2 separate regions of the Mus musculus genome follow, and region 1 is linked to region 2. A link is a contact called in public ChIA-PET data. All regions are on one chromosome and are shown on one strand. Each heading gives the region's core, a stretch centred on a gene start, on an enhancer-like site or on the middle of the called end of the contact. The rest is flanking DNA. Distances are from core to core; before and after follow the strand shown.

The links. ChIA-PET counts read pairs in DNA pulled down with a chosen protein or histone mark.
Region 1: a contact with region 2 is called in an RNA polymerase II ChIA-PET map of effector CD8 T cells, with 246 read pairs. The contact joins the promoter of Mtch1 here to the enhancer-like site in region 2. A contact is called at or near these places in 1 of 39 promoter capture datasets (macrophages), 4 of 15 datasets of contacts at CTCF or cohesin (CD8 T cells, the NIH/3T3 cell line, large pre-B cells and 1 more), 18 of 484 Hi-C or Micro-C datasets (the C2C12 cell line, the G1E-ER4 cell line, bone marrow-derived macrophages and 8 more), 17 of 115 datasets of contacts at active chromatin or transcription factors (the 230-238 cell line, CD8 T cells, the HPC-7 cell line and 11 more) and 3 of 9 other capture datasets (adipose tissue, liver and pancreatic islet).

What each region holds. Positions count from the first base shown.
Region 1 is chr17:29,344,380-29,350,399 of GRCm38.p6, reverse strand. Mtch1 (mitochondrial carrier 1) reads left to right here and starts at 2,468. Exons shown (of 12, transcript NM_019880.4): 1 at 2,468-2,933. The coding sequence starts at 2,613.
Region 2 is chr17:29,302,603-29,308,714 of GRCm38.p6, reverse strand. BC004004 (cDNA sequence BC004004) reads right to left here. Exons shown (of 9, transcript NM_030561.3): 9 at 5,828-6,112. It also overlaps the pseudogene Gm10045. Among named protein-coding and RNA genes, the nearest start is that of Pi16, 13 kb to the left of the region's middle. Within about 2 kb of position 4,609, at least 119 of the 459 cell types and tissues checked have an H3K27ac peak or open chromatin away from gene starts, as enhancers often do. A contact at or near this core is called in the 230-238 cell line, CD8 T cells, the G1E-ER4 cell line and 10 more, where this site is marked.

The DNA.
Region 1 (6,020 bases), core at 1,219-3,718, 44 kb before region 2:
AAGAAAGGAAAAGGAAAATGGATCAGACCTTGCCCTTTTTAGTTCTCAGAGGCAGGAAGTCTCAACGATGATTAGCAATCGCTGATGCCAACTGAAACCACACAGGAGAGGCACTAGGAAGCAGGCTGTAAGGATGGACTTCTGGGCGGGCGGGGTGGTGCACAGGACAGGGCAGGTTTTCTACTGCAACGAGCCATGGTTATCAAGAGCAGATGCTAGATTTTCTCCTTTTTCTCCCCAAAAGGAGCCCAAGACTCAGGGACATTTGTTTGTTTTTCAAGACAGGGTTTCCCTGGCTGTCCTGAAACTACCTCTGCCACTACCCACATGGCAAAGACAATAGTTTATTCCTAAATGTAAAGACTAACTGACTGATACGTATCAGAGCAGAATGAGGAAACCTACAGGCACATGGGTGCCCTAAAATCATAGTAAGGGCCGAAGAGATGGCTCAGCCATTAAGCACTCCGGTTGCTCTTACGGAGGAATTGGGTTCAGTTCTCAGCTCACAACCATTGGCTTCCTAGGGTACCAGGCACACATGTGGTGTACATAAGTATAAATGAAATGCAAACAAAACACTCTTGCCCATAAAACAAAATAAACCAGGCCTCAGAATGTGACATGCCAGACCAGGTATATTAGTTAGGGTTTTACTGCTGTGAACAGACACCATGCCCAAGGCAAGTCTTATAAAAAATCATTTAATTGGGGCTGGCTTACAGGTTCAGAGGTTCAGTCCATTATCATCAAGGCAGGAGCATGGCAATATCCAGGCAGGCATGGCGCAGGCAGAGCTGAGAGTTCTATGTCTTCATCCAAAGGCTTCTAGTGGAAGACTGACCTAGGGTGAGAGTATTAAGCCCACACTCACAGTGACACACCTACTCCAACCAGGTCACACCTATTCCAACAAAGCTACAACTCCAAATGGTGCTACTCCCTGGCCCAAGAATATACAAACCATCATACTAGGGAAGGGTACAATACTCTCTCACCTGGACCTCATAGAAAGGAAGACACCTAACTCTGGACGTCAGGCCTATCTTTTGACCACTCAGTGTATATTGTCAAGGGACAGAGGAATGAGAAGTCCTGGCAATCCCAGGGGCTTCAGTTTAGCTGGGTTCCCAGTGTTTGATGTGGCCTGTTTGAATTACCATCCATCTGTCTGTCCATCTGCTCACCCACCTGTACCCAGTCCTGCAAGCCCTCAGCAGCTCTGCCCTTCCTGAGCCGTTCTCCAGATGGACTGGTTAATATCTAACCTCAGAAGTGGCTTTCTCTGCCTCTGCCTCCAGTAAGGACTCTTTCAAATTGTTGAGATTTGTGGCCTTTGTAACCCTTTGAAGTCATTCTGTCACACACACACACACACACACACACACACTTATAATCACAGTGTGATCTGTATCTTGAGATAATATTAGTAACTAAGATGTGAATGAAAGAATTGTGATTGCTAACAGCCAGCTATCAATTGCAGCCAAGGAAATTGATGTAGCATGGTGCACAGCTCAGTCTGGCCTTGAACTCCTATCCTGATGCCTCTGCCTCCTGAGTATCGGGCTTACTTTACAGGTGTGTGCCACTGCACTGGATTGTTACTTTGTTTGCTTCATTCATTCCCTTAGGAATGGTTTCCCTGAAGATATACTTTCTATGCATTCCTATATTTGCGGTGATAGAAGATAGATATTAATGCCAGACAATACAATATGATACAACACAGTACAGTACACGGTAGTACGGTACAGGGAGCCACATTCGGAATGGGCCATACAAAAACACGGTCCAATGGGGGACAGTCAAATACAGATCGGAAAAACAAGGCACTGGGGACAATACGGAGGAAAAGCCCACAGATGGAAAGTATTTGCGTGGGCAAGTGTCAGGAACGTGAGGTAAAACCTACACCACGGGCAATCAGGGAGGGTGCAAATATCTGACCATTCCAAAGACCTTCCTTGCAAACTAGCAAGAGGACAAGGTCCCTTGCTAGGGACCAAAGGGTCCCTGCTGACTCTGAGGTCCATTACCAGAAGACTCTATTATTGGGCAGTTCAAGACCAGCTGAGAGCTGCTGTGCTTGTTCAGAGGTGGAAACAAATCACCGGCTGGAGTAAGCACCTTCCTGGAAGGTGGCCCTAAGAATTGCTCTCAAGGCATGCGTAGCACTATGCTCCAGGCACTAGACTAGAGCTCTCCCAGGCCTAGTTATTTAGTAACTAAACGCAGCCAGCACCGGGCCTTCATAAGTGCACAGGCAAAGAGTGCTCCCAGCCCTCAGCAGCTGTGAGTTACTCAACTATTGAGGGGTTTCTACACAGGTCCCGGGATCGTGCTGAAGGAGTGCAGAAGCAGGGCACACAGACTGAGACTCGTAGGCACGATTGCGGTGACTGGCCTGGTCCGCAAAGGGGCGGGCACAGAGCTGCAAAGAACCCGCCCCGGGCCGGAGGAGGCGGGCCCGGGAGCACCAAGGAACAACACTCGCCCGCCCGCCATGCCCCCTCGCCCCGCGGCGTGAGTGGTGCTGCCAGGACCCTCCCCTTGACGTTCGGGGCGTGGCCAGCACCACGTGACGGGGAGTGACCTCCACGCCTGGCGCCATGGGGGCTTCGGACCCGGAAGTGGCGCCTTGGGCTCCCGGCGGCGCCGCGGGGATGGCGGGAGCCGGAGCTGGTGCAGGAGCTCGGGGCGGCGCGCCGGCCGGAGTCGAGGCCCGCGCTCGGGACCCGCCACCCGCGCACCGCGCGCACCCTCGCCATCCTCGGCCCGCGGCTCAGCCGTCGGCGCGCAGGATGGACGGCGGCCCGGGCGCCCCGGGCTCCGGGGACAACGCCCCGACCACCGAGGCGCTGTTCGTGGCGCTGGGCGCGGGCGTGACGGCTCTCAGTCACCCGCTGCTCTACGTGAAGCTGCTGATCCAGGTGGGGCGGGGGGCGCGGCGGGAGGATGTGGATGGGATGTGCGGTGTGGGGGTGCAGGGAGGGGGCTGAGGGATCTGAGTGATTGACGTGGGAAAGGAAGCGATTTGGAGGTGCTGGGAGGGAGCGAAGGGACGTGAGTGACAGACGTGGGGTAGGAAGGGATTTGGGGGTGCAGGGAAAGGCGATGAGATGTGGGAGATAAGTAGTCGAAGGCAGTGAGCTTGAAATTCCGAAGGGTAATGGATTTGGGGTGCGGAAAGAAGCCACAGGATTGGGGGAGGGCCGAGAAGTTTTGGTGAATGGGTAGATGAGGGCTGGCTGGGTACAAAAGCGACGTGTTTAGAAGGTGAGTACATTTGGGGCAGAGGACAGCGGGGCTCTGGATTTATAGAGATGGATGAAAGCTTTGAGGGACAAAGGAGTGGGCAGCAGGGCCAAAAATTTCAGAGGGAAAGAATGCAGCAGGGAAGAGCTATCGGTTTACTTGAGAAGGAGCCTGTAGATTTGATGGCGACGACAGATTTGGTGGGAGGAGGGGCCTCCGCATTGGTGGAGGGGGGGAGTGGAGCGGTGTCTGGAAAGGGGAGCCAGGAGGCGGCTTTTAGGGGGAAGGGGAGAATGGGATGACGCATTTAGTGGAGGAAGGAAGGAATTGAAGTAATTGTGTCTGCGTGGGTTGGGAATGGGCAGAAAATGGGGATAGGCACAATAGGTAAGGGTTGTCAAAGCTGGAGCAAAGGTAGGGATGTCTGGATTCAAGGATGCTTGGGCACCTAAACGCTTTTTTGCTTGTTGGCAGCAATTCACTCCAATAGAGGATGAGGAAAGGGTAAAGGGGGAGGAGGGATCTGGTTGGAAGGAGGTGTTGTGCATTTGGCAGAATTGGGTGGGTGTGTGATGGAGGTGGGGAGAGTTTTGATTGGCGTGGTTCAGGCTCAGACTGATAATCAAAGATGAAGCCTAGCATTTTCCAAAGGAGTGGGGGATGGGTGGTGAGGATTGAGTTGGAGACCCAGCTAAGATTTGAGGTTTGATTTAAGGCAAGTGAGTGTGAAGATTATTGTACTATCCTTGTCATAGAACTGAGAGAATTAGAAATACATTTGGAATGAGAAGGCCTTAAGAATGGGAGTCGCTGCTGGGCAGTGGTGGCGCAGGACTTTAATCTTAGCATTTGGGAGGCAGAGGCAGTCGGATTTCTGAGTTCGAGGCCAGCCTGGTCTACAGAGTGAGTTCCAGGACAGCCAGGGCTACACAGAGAAACCCTGTCTCGAGAAAAACAAACAAAGAATGGGAGTTGCTGAAGCCCTGGGGTCTGAGGAATGGGGATTCTAGAATTTGGAGTTTAACTAGAAATATAAGGAATGAGAAGATACTGTCAGGGCCATTGGGCATCAAATTGTGCAGAGATTTGGAGACGGCTGAAAGGGGGATTTGGAGACCAGCACTGACCTACTGTCATGTGAATGTGTATTTACAACATAGTGTTGCAGCCACAGCAAGCCTCAGCTTAGGAGGGACTCTGGGCTTTGCAGGTATCTGAGTTGAGCAGTTGGAGGTGCTAGGAGCTGATGGGGTGAGAATCAAATGCTGGACCTTAGGATGGCAGGCGGAGAGGGTCGGGGGGGCTCTGGGTGTAGTGTGGGAGGACACAGGGGAAGTGGCTTATCATTGGGAGCATGGTGGCATTAGTGTGGGGGTTTGAAAGAATGAAAGGTCTTTGGAGAGGGACCTAGAGAGTGAAGGGGAGCCCAAAGGGTGATGGGAACTAGATGGCAGGGGGGTGTAAGCCTAAGAGCTCTGTTGGGGGTGACAACTTCAGGGAGCTTAATGGCTATAGCTTAGTAATCGGTAACACTGAACAAAAAAGCAACAATAATAACAGATTGTGTTTTGCAGGGAACAGGTGTGCAGGCTAGATGTTGAGCCTCAGATCAAGACTCGTGGGCGGGGGTGGAGGCAGGCAGAGGTATTGAAGGTGGCAAACTGGCTCTGCTGGTGTTAGGTACGGGATCACGGTGTTGGCTGTGGTTAGGACAGTTAGAAACAGATCTAGGTGAGCATGACGTGAGGACAAATCAAGTAGGCCGTGACCTCGGCTCACATTGTACCTTTGATAACCCAGTAGACATAAGACGATAAACTCAACAGATTTGAGAGCCGTGAGGATGTGCGGTTGAGGGTTCGGGTTTTAGGATCAGGTTGGAGTTGTGCTGATAAGACTGGTGGGCAGCATCATAGCAAGAGCTTGGGGCTTGAAGTTCCAGCACAAAGGACCACCCTCCACTTGAAGACGCGGAAGGCCACTTCTGACCTAGAAGAAGAACTCTGGAAGGGAAAGCTGTTTGCCTGGGTCACCTAACTCTTTTCTGGATAAGCCATTGTGAGCGTCATTTTTTTTCAAAAAGACCTCACAATAAAGGGTTTTAAAAATTTACAGTCAGGGGCTGGTGAGATGGCTCAGTGGGTTAGAGCACCCGACTGCTCTTCCGAAGGTCCAGAGTTCAAATCCCAGCAACCACATGGTGGCTCACAACCATCCGTAACAAGATCTGACTCCCTCTTCTGGAGTGTCTGAAGACAGCTACAGTGTACTTACATATAATAAATAAATAAATCTTTAAAAAAAAAAAAAAAAATTTACAGTCAGGAGCTGTGAGATGGGTTAGCAGCACACTGGCCACTTGTTGCTCTAGCCAAAGTATGTGAGTCCCATCCCTGGAACTTACAGCAAAGGTGGCCAGAGGAAACCGGACTCCAGAGTTGACCTCCGACCTCACATCAGACACAATAAATAAGAATTACATTGGAGGCCAGCCTGGTCTACAGAGTGAGTTCCAGGACAGCCAGGGCTACACACAGAGAAACCTTGTCTCAGAAAACCAAAAAAAAAAAAAAAAAAAAGAATTAAGACATTTAAAATCAGCCACCTTCAGTGTATCTCAGAGTCAGGTCTACTGGAGTAATGTGGACTTTGATGAAACACCTTCCTAAAGAAAGGGAAGGGAAAGCAGCAGCCAGCACAGCACAGCAGCCGACCCAGCACTGCTGACACGGCCTGGCGTCCTAACCTGCGGGCCTGTCCTT
Region 2 (6,112 bases), core at 3,360-5,859:
TGTGTCTGAAGACAGCTACAGTATACTTACACATATAATAAATAAATCTTTTTTTTTTTTTTCCTGGTGCTGGTATTTTATTTCTTTGTGTACATTAGGCCATGAATTCGTATGGAATGGGCTCCAACAGCTCAGGCTCTTTTCTGTTAGTCCTCACAAAGTGTGCTTCTCTGGGTGGTGCAGGCTGGCGCTTCAGCTGCACCCAGGTGCCCTTCTCCTTGGCTTCCTTTTTCTTCTGGTCGTTCTCCTTCACCCGCTTCAGGAAGCTGTCTCTGCTCTTTGAGTGCTTGATGTGCTCAATCCGCACATTGATCCTCTTGGCCAGAATTTTGCCCTTAACCTGCTTGTTGACAATGATGCCCACGGCATGCTGGGTGACATTGTAGACTCTTCCGGTTTTGCCGTGGTAGCACTTATGGGGCATTCCTTTTTGAACAGTGCCCATTCCCTTGATGTCTACAATATCACCCTTGTTGTAGATTCGCATGTATGTGGCCAAAGGAACAACGCCATGTTTCCTAAAAGGCCTAGAGAACATGTACCGGGTGCCTCTCCTCTTTCCCTTTGTGTTCATCATTTTGGTGAGTTACTGGAAGATGGCTGCGGCGGCCGAAAGGCTAATAAATAAATCTTAAAAACAAAGTGTTACAGAGCTTAGCAGTGGGGCTGGCGAATGAGGATGTGGTCCTGAGGAGAGAGCGGAGGATGAGAGACGAGTGGAGCCCTGGGAGACAGGCAGGTTCGCTGTGGGGAAGGTGAGGGAGTGGGGTTCCGAGCACAGCGATGAGCTCTGGGCACTGGGGTGCTACCCAGGGCTGGCCTCAGGAGTGCTGTGCACTGCCCTGCAGGCTGGAGGAAGGCAAGATGTAAAGAGGGGCACTCTCCCTGGGCAATGTGTGCACAAGACAGAGTAAGGGCAAGGTAAAGGGACCCGAGGGACACGGTGGCTCGATGGTTCCTCGGTCCTGAGGTCCTAGTAGTAGAGTAGAGGCCTTGGGAGGGAGTGGTGAGGGTGAGAACCCTGGGGAGAAGGGAGAGAGGAGAGAGGGGAGAGGGAGGAGGGAGGGAGAGGGAGAGGGAGGAGGGAGGAGCAGGGGATTCTCAAGTCACTCTCAGATGCTCTTGAGGGCTAAGGTTAGGGTGAGAAGGGCTACCTTCCTTCCTTCAACATGAACCAGACGCTAATTGGAGGCAGAGGTGCTAAAATGTTTAATTCCGAGCAGGCAAATGAGTTATGACTCTGGAGCGCAGTGACTTGTGAAGAGCAAACATTAGGGTGGTAATGAACAATAACATTCATTTCGTGCAAATAAATACTTAGCACTAGCTTCTCGTGTATAATGTAAACGCTCGCTCGCTCGCTCACTCGCTCTGCCCTGGTTCCCCTGACAGCAGAAACCTGTCAGGGGAACCAGGCGCAACCTCACCACAAAGTGTTAAAGGTGAGAAAGAATGAGAGTGAAGGCCCGTGAGGAGCTGTGAGGTAAGGGTGCCCCCAGGAAGGCTCCATTTCTGAGGGGCTGGTGATGTGGTTCACCTGGCAAACACGAACCCTTGGTTTCCATCTCAGGTATCATAGCACCTGACTGTAATCTCAGTCCTCTGAAAGTAGACGCAGGATGCTATGAAGTTCAGATCATTTTTTAGCTACATAAGGCCAGCGTAGTTTATGTGAGAACACCCTCTCACTTAAAAGAAAAGATCTGCAGTGGAGCATAGCTGTGTTTGTGGCTTAGCAGGGGAGGTTGAGGCTCAGTGGGGGTGGGGGGAGGGAACAGGACCTAGGAAGAAAGAAAAATGAAGTAAGATTGCCTTGGGGCTGGACATGGTGGTGTGTTGCTATGATCTCAGCACGTGGGAGCTAGAGGTAGGCAGAGCTTTGCGAGTCCAAGGCTAAACCTGGTCTATAAGGTAAGTTCCAGACCAGCCAGGACTATATATGGACCTTGTCTGAAAATAACAATTACAACAAAACCAGAAAAAAATATGGCCCTGTTATACATTTATATAAAAAGAAATCATGATCTATATTATATACATATATACACATATACACACAAATGCACACAGCACAATGACTTAAAGCCATATTAACTGTGTGCTGCTTGTCTGGTGGTGCCTAGACTGAGCCAGCAGGAGACTTGGGGCCTCCACTTGTGCCACTGTGAGTGGGGTGCCACTGTGAGTGGGGGTACCCTGGAGGACGTGTGGTCACATCAGGTTCTGTGCAGCTGCCTGGCAAGGACAGAGGAATCCTGTCTGAATTTTGAGTAAAAAGCCCAAGGGTGAGGGAGGAAGTGTGGCGAGGGCTGAGACCCTGCCCTTGAGGGGCAGCAGATGAGAAGCCTTGGGTAGATGCTGCAGCTGGAGGATGAGAGCTGTGAGTGCAGGTGAAGGCAGGGGTGGGGGGGATAGGGGGAAGGGGAGACCAGAGGCCCTAGGGCACAGTGTCTCAGGCCTGCCTTAAGGGCCTACTCGCCATCCACTTTTTGAGGAAAAGAAATGGAAGAGGACAGCAAGAACAGGTTCCTTCTTACCAAGCCACACATGTAAACATTCCCTCACACAGCCTTCATTCACTCCGCTCTCTACCTCTCTGAGTTTGCAGCGCACTGCCTGTGGTCACCTGTGGGGCCCTGGGGCTAGGACTGGTAAGTTCCTCTGTCCTCACGTGGCCCACATGGGAATGCATCCAGCTCGACTCCCTGAGGACAGTAGAAAGAGCCTATGCTTGGGGCATCCTTGGCTACCTTGTGCCTTTTCTCCCCTACTCTGGGCATCTGTCGTTGGTCTTTCCGTAGGAGACAGGAAGGGATGGGTAGAGGCCACTGTTAGCCCCTTCCTGGGGAACGGCGTGGAAGGGAAGCTGCCTCGTGAGTGAGACAGGCTTCTCTGGAAATGCCATGGTTGATGCGTCCTGCACCAAGCTCAGCTTGAGGGAGGGGCTCTGTGGAGAGTAAGGATGGCTGCCCGGGAGGACCCCACCCCAGAGTGGCTGTGGTGTAATGAGGTAAAACTTGGTGCAAAGCAGATGTTCTGACTTCCCAATTTGCCCGAAACTCAAAACACACAGCGGGTGGGGTCCCCTTCTCTGCGGGGTGCTGGCAGCTCTGGCTTTTGGACGAGTGACCACTGCCTGACTGACAGGCACCGGGAGAGGCGGGAGGGTCCCTGCTTGCTTATGTAACCATTCTCTGACCCCAGCTCGGCTTCAGGAGTCTGGACATTCCATTCTCCAGAGGGGGAAAAATGACAGATGTATTTAGCACTAATGCCGAAATTATGCAAGGCAAGGAACCCAGACGCGGAGGGGCCTGGACCACCGACAAGCTGGCTGGAGGGTTTTTCCCTCCAGAGCCCAGAACTTGTAGTCCTAATGTGCCCAGGCAAGCTGGTTTGGGCACAGAGTGAGCACCTGTCCATCTCCCCGCTCTCCTTTCTGGGAGGAGCTGCTGGATATCTGGGGACTAGGTGAGGCTGGCTGCCTGCCCAGAGTCCTGTTTTTCATTTGCCACAGGGCTGTCTCCATAAGCACCTACAGCTTCTTAGTGGGCAAGCACTTCTCTTGAGTCACCAGCTGGGTGGTGGGTGGGTGAGCCCCTTCCCTTCCTTCTCCTTCCCCTCCCCACACACTACCAGCTTCGGCTGGGCCAGGAGATACTGACCCTTGAACAGCTGCTGTGGAAGCGATGGGCTGAACACATCCAAGCCACAGGGACAAGGCTGAGGTCACCTGTGGGGAAGGAAGGAATGTGACACTGGCTTTCTGAGCAATGGATCCGACCCTGGGGCCTCTGCTGGGCTTTGGAAGAAGGGACTAGAAGATTGAGAACTGAAAAACAAGTGATGCAACTCCAAGGGGACCCACAGCTGGAGCTGGATACACATCTGGAAAGGCAGTGATGGGAAAACGGCTGGACGCAGTTATGCTCCAGCTACATGCGGTCAAAAAAAAAAAGTTCTTAAATGGGGAGGTCATGGGGAGAGAACTTATATAAAGATCCTGACGAGGATCTTTCTTCCAGCTTGTCTTACCCTTGGGGCTCCTACCTTGCTGACTTTCCTGGTCACAGGCTCCCACCCCAGTGGGGCACGCCCACAGGCTAAGAATGACAGTCTTCCTGGATGGGACCGCCCTGCCTGCCTGCCCGCCTGCTCGCCTGCCCACCTGTTGTGGTTTCCTGTTCTAGCCTCAGTTTCCTTCCTCGTGAATCTTCTGCGCTGGACTATGCTATGTTGAAGGGCAGCATCTCCGTCTCCAGGGAAACAGGAAGCCAGAAGGACTGGGGATGTTATTCTTTTCTTTTAGAAGACAAACCATACTATCCCAGGACTTGGGAGGCAGACACACAGATCTCTGTGACTTAAGGCTAGCTTGTTCTGTGTAGTAAGTTCCAGGACAGCCAGGGCTACACAAGGAGGTCCTGTCTCAAACAAATAAACAAGCCTACACCCAAATTTGCTCTGAATTGCACCAAATTGGTGAGTGTCACAGGTCACTCCCTCTCCTTAATAAAACCCAGAGTGGGGCGAGGGCAAGCCCTGGCTCTTCCATAAGCTGCAAGGGCTGTGGTGTCCATTCAGAGTTGACTGTGTGAGCTCTGGGTACTTGGGCACAAATGCTTCAAGCTAGCTCACAACACCTGCCTCCCCAGGGAGCCAATCTAGAGCCTAGAGTCCCACAGAGAATGAACCCAACTCAAACAGAGCTGGCCACGCCACTGCCTAGTAAACACATTAACCTGTGGCAATACCATCCTTTTGGAGCCCCACTGCTGATTCCCACTGGCACCTGAGGTGAGACAGCTGATTGGTCTCCCAGTTCCTCACCTTGCCACGTCCCCCCTCCATACCAGCAGGCAAGCAGAGGGCCCTCTGCTGCTGTCTCCAGGTCTCAGCCCTTCCTGCAGGCTTCCTTGAGGTGGGTGACTTCTATGTGGTGGCTATGAGTGGGAAAGCCTGAGAACTTCTCCCTTAACCCGCACACTGGCGTCTCAGCTGAAGCACACACAGAAGCCTGGACTGGTCTCTGCTGCTTCTCTGCTGCACCGCAGAGCAGCCTGGGAGTTTTGGGACTTCCCATGTGTCCTTAAGGCCAATACAGGCAAGGTTTCCTTAGTTTTCAAGTTTTCCGAGTCAAACAGGGAAAGAACACAAGGTAACCCCCAGGCTGAGACGGTGGCCCTGCACTTCACCTCTGAGCCTCCTCAGAGCCCTCGGTGGTTAACTCTAAAGATCACATTTCAGCAGGCTCTGGAGCCCCAGGCCCTGTGTGGAACCCTGCTCCGCACCATCAGGGGAAGGACTCTGGAAGCTCAGGGCTGGCCTCTGCTTGGTCCTCTTGACTTACAACCTCTGAAATCCTAACTGCTTAGCAGTGGAGCCTATCTACAAAGGCTTGTTTTCCCTCCAACAGCCACACAAAGGACAAGCTCCCCCAGGTGCAGTCCCTGCTTGAGCCAGAGGAGGCTCTGAGCCCTTCCACTCAGCTTTGTGAAGGCTGCCTTTCACGAACCACAACCACCCCAGCCTCCTCTCTTTGGCACCCTCTTTGGTTGACCCCACTCATGCTCCCTGTTGTGAGATGGGAGGGAATGAGGGCCTGGAAGAAGGCACAGGGCCCCTCCGAGGGCAGAGAGGACCCCACAGAGGGTCATGACTTCCACCACTACTGGCTGCTTTGGCCTATAGACCTGGGCAGACATCTGACTTCTGCAATTTGGAACCAGAGGCCACTCAATTCTTTTTGTCCATCTTTGTAAGTGACGTCCAGCGACCAAGTACCTAGTCATATCAATAAAAGACCAGTAAGAAGGTAGAGGAAGCTGGGTGCAATGGTATACTCCTTTAATTTTCAGCACTTGGGGCACAGGCAGATCTCTGTGAGTTTGAGGCCAGTCTGGTCTACATGAGTTCGAGGCTAGTCAGAGCTACACAGCAAGACCCCAAAAAAGAACAAGAGGGCAGACCATCCTTTTTTGCACTGTTTGATAAGAACACCCCCAAAGCACTTGGGGGTGCAGTAAGCACAGAATATTATTTAGGATACTCCTGCATCTCAACTAAACCAATATCTCACCTTGCCCTGGTACAGAAAAGGTAGGGCAGAGGG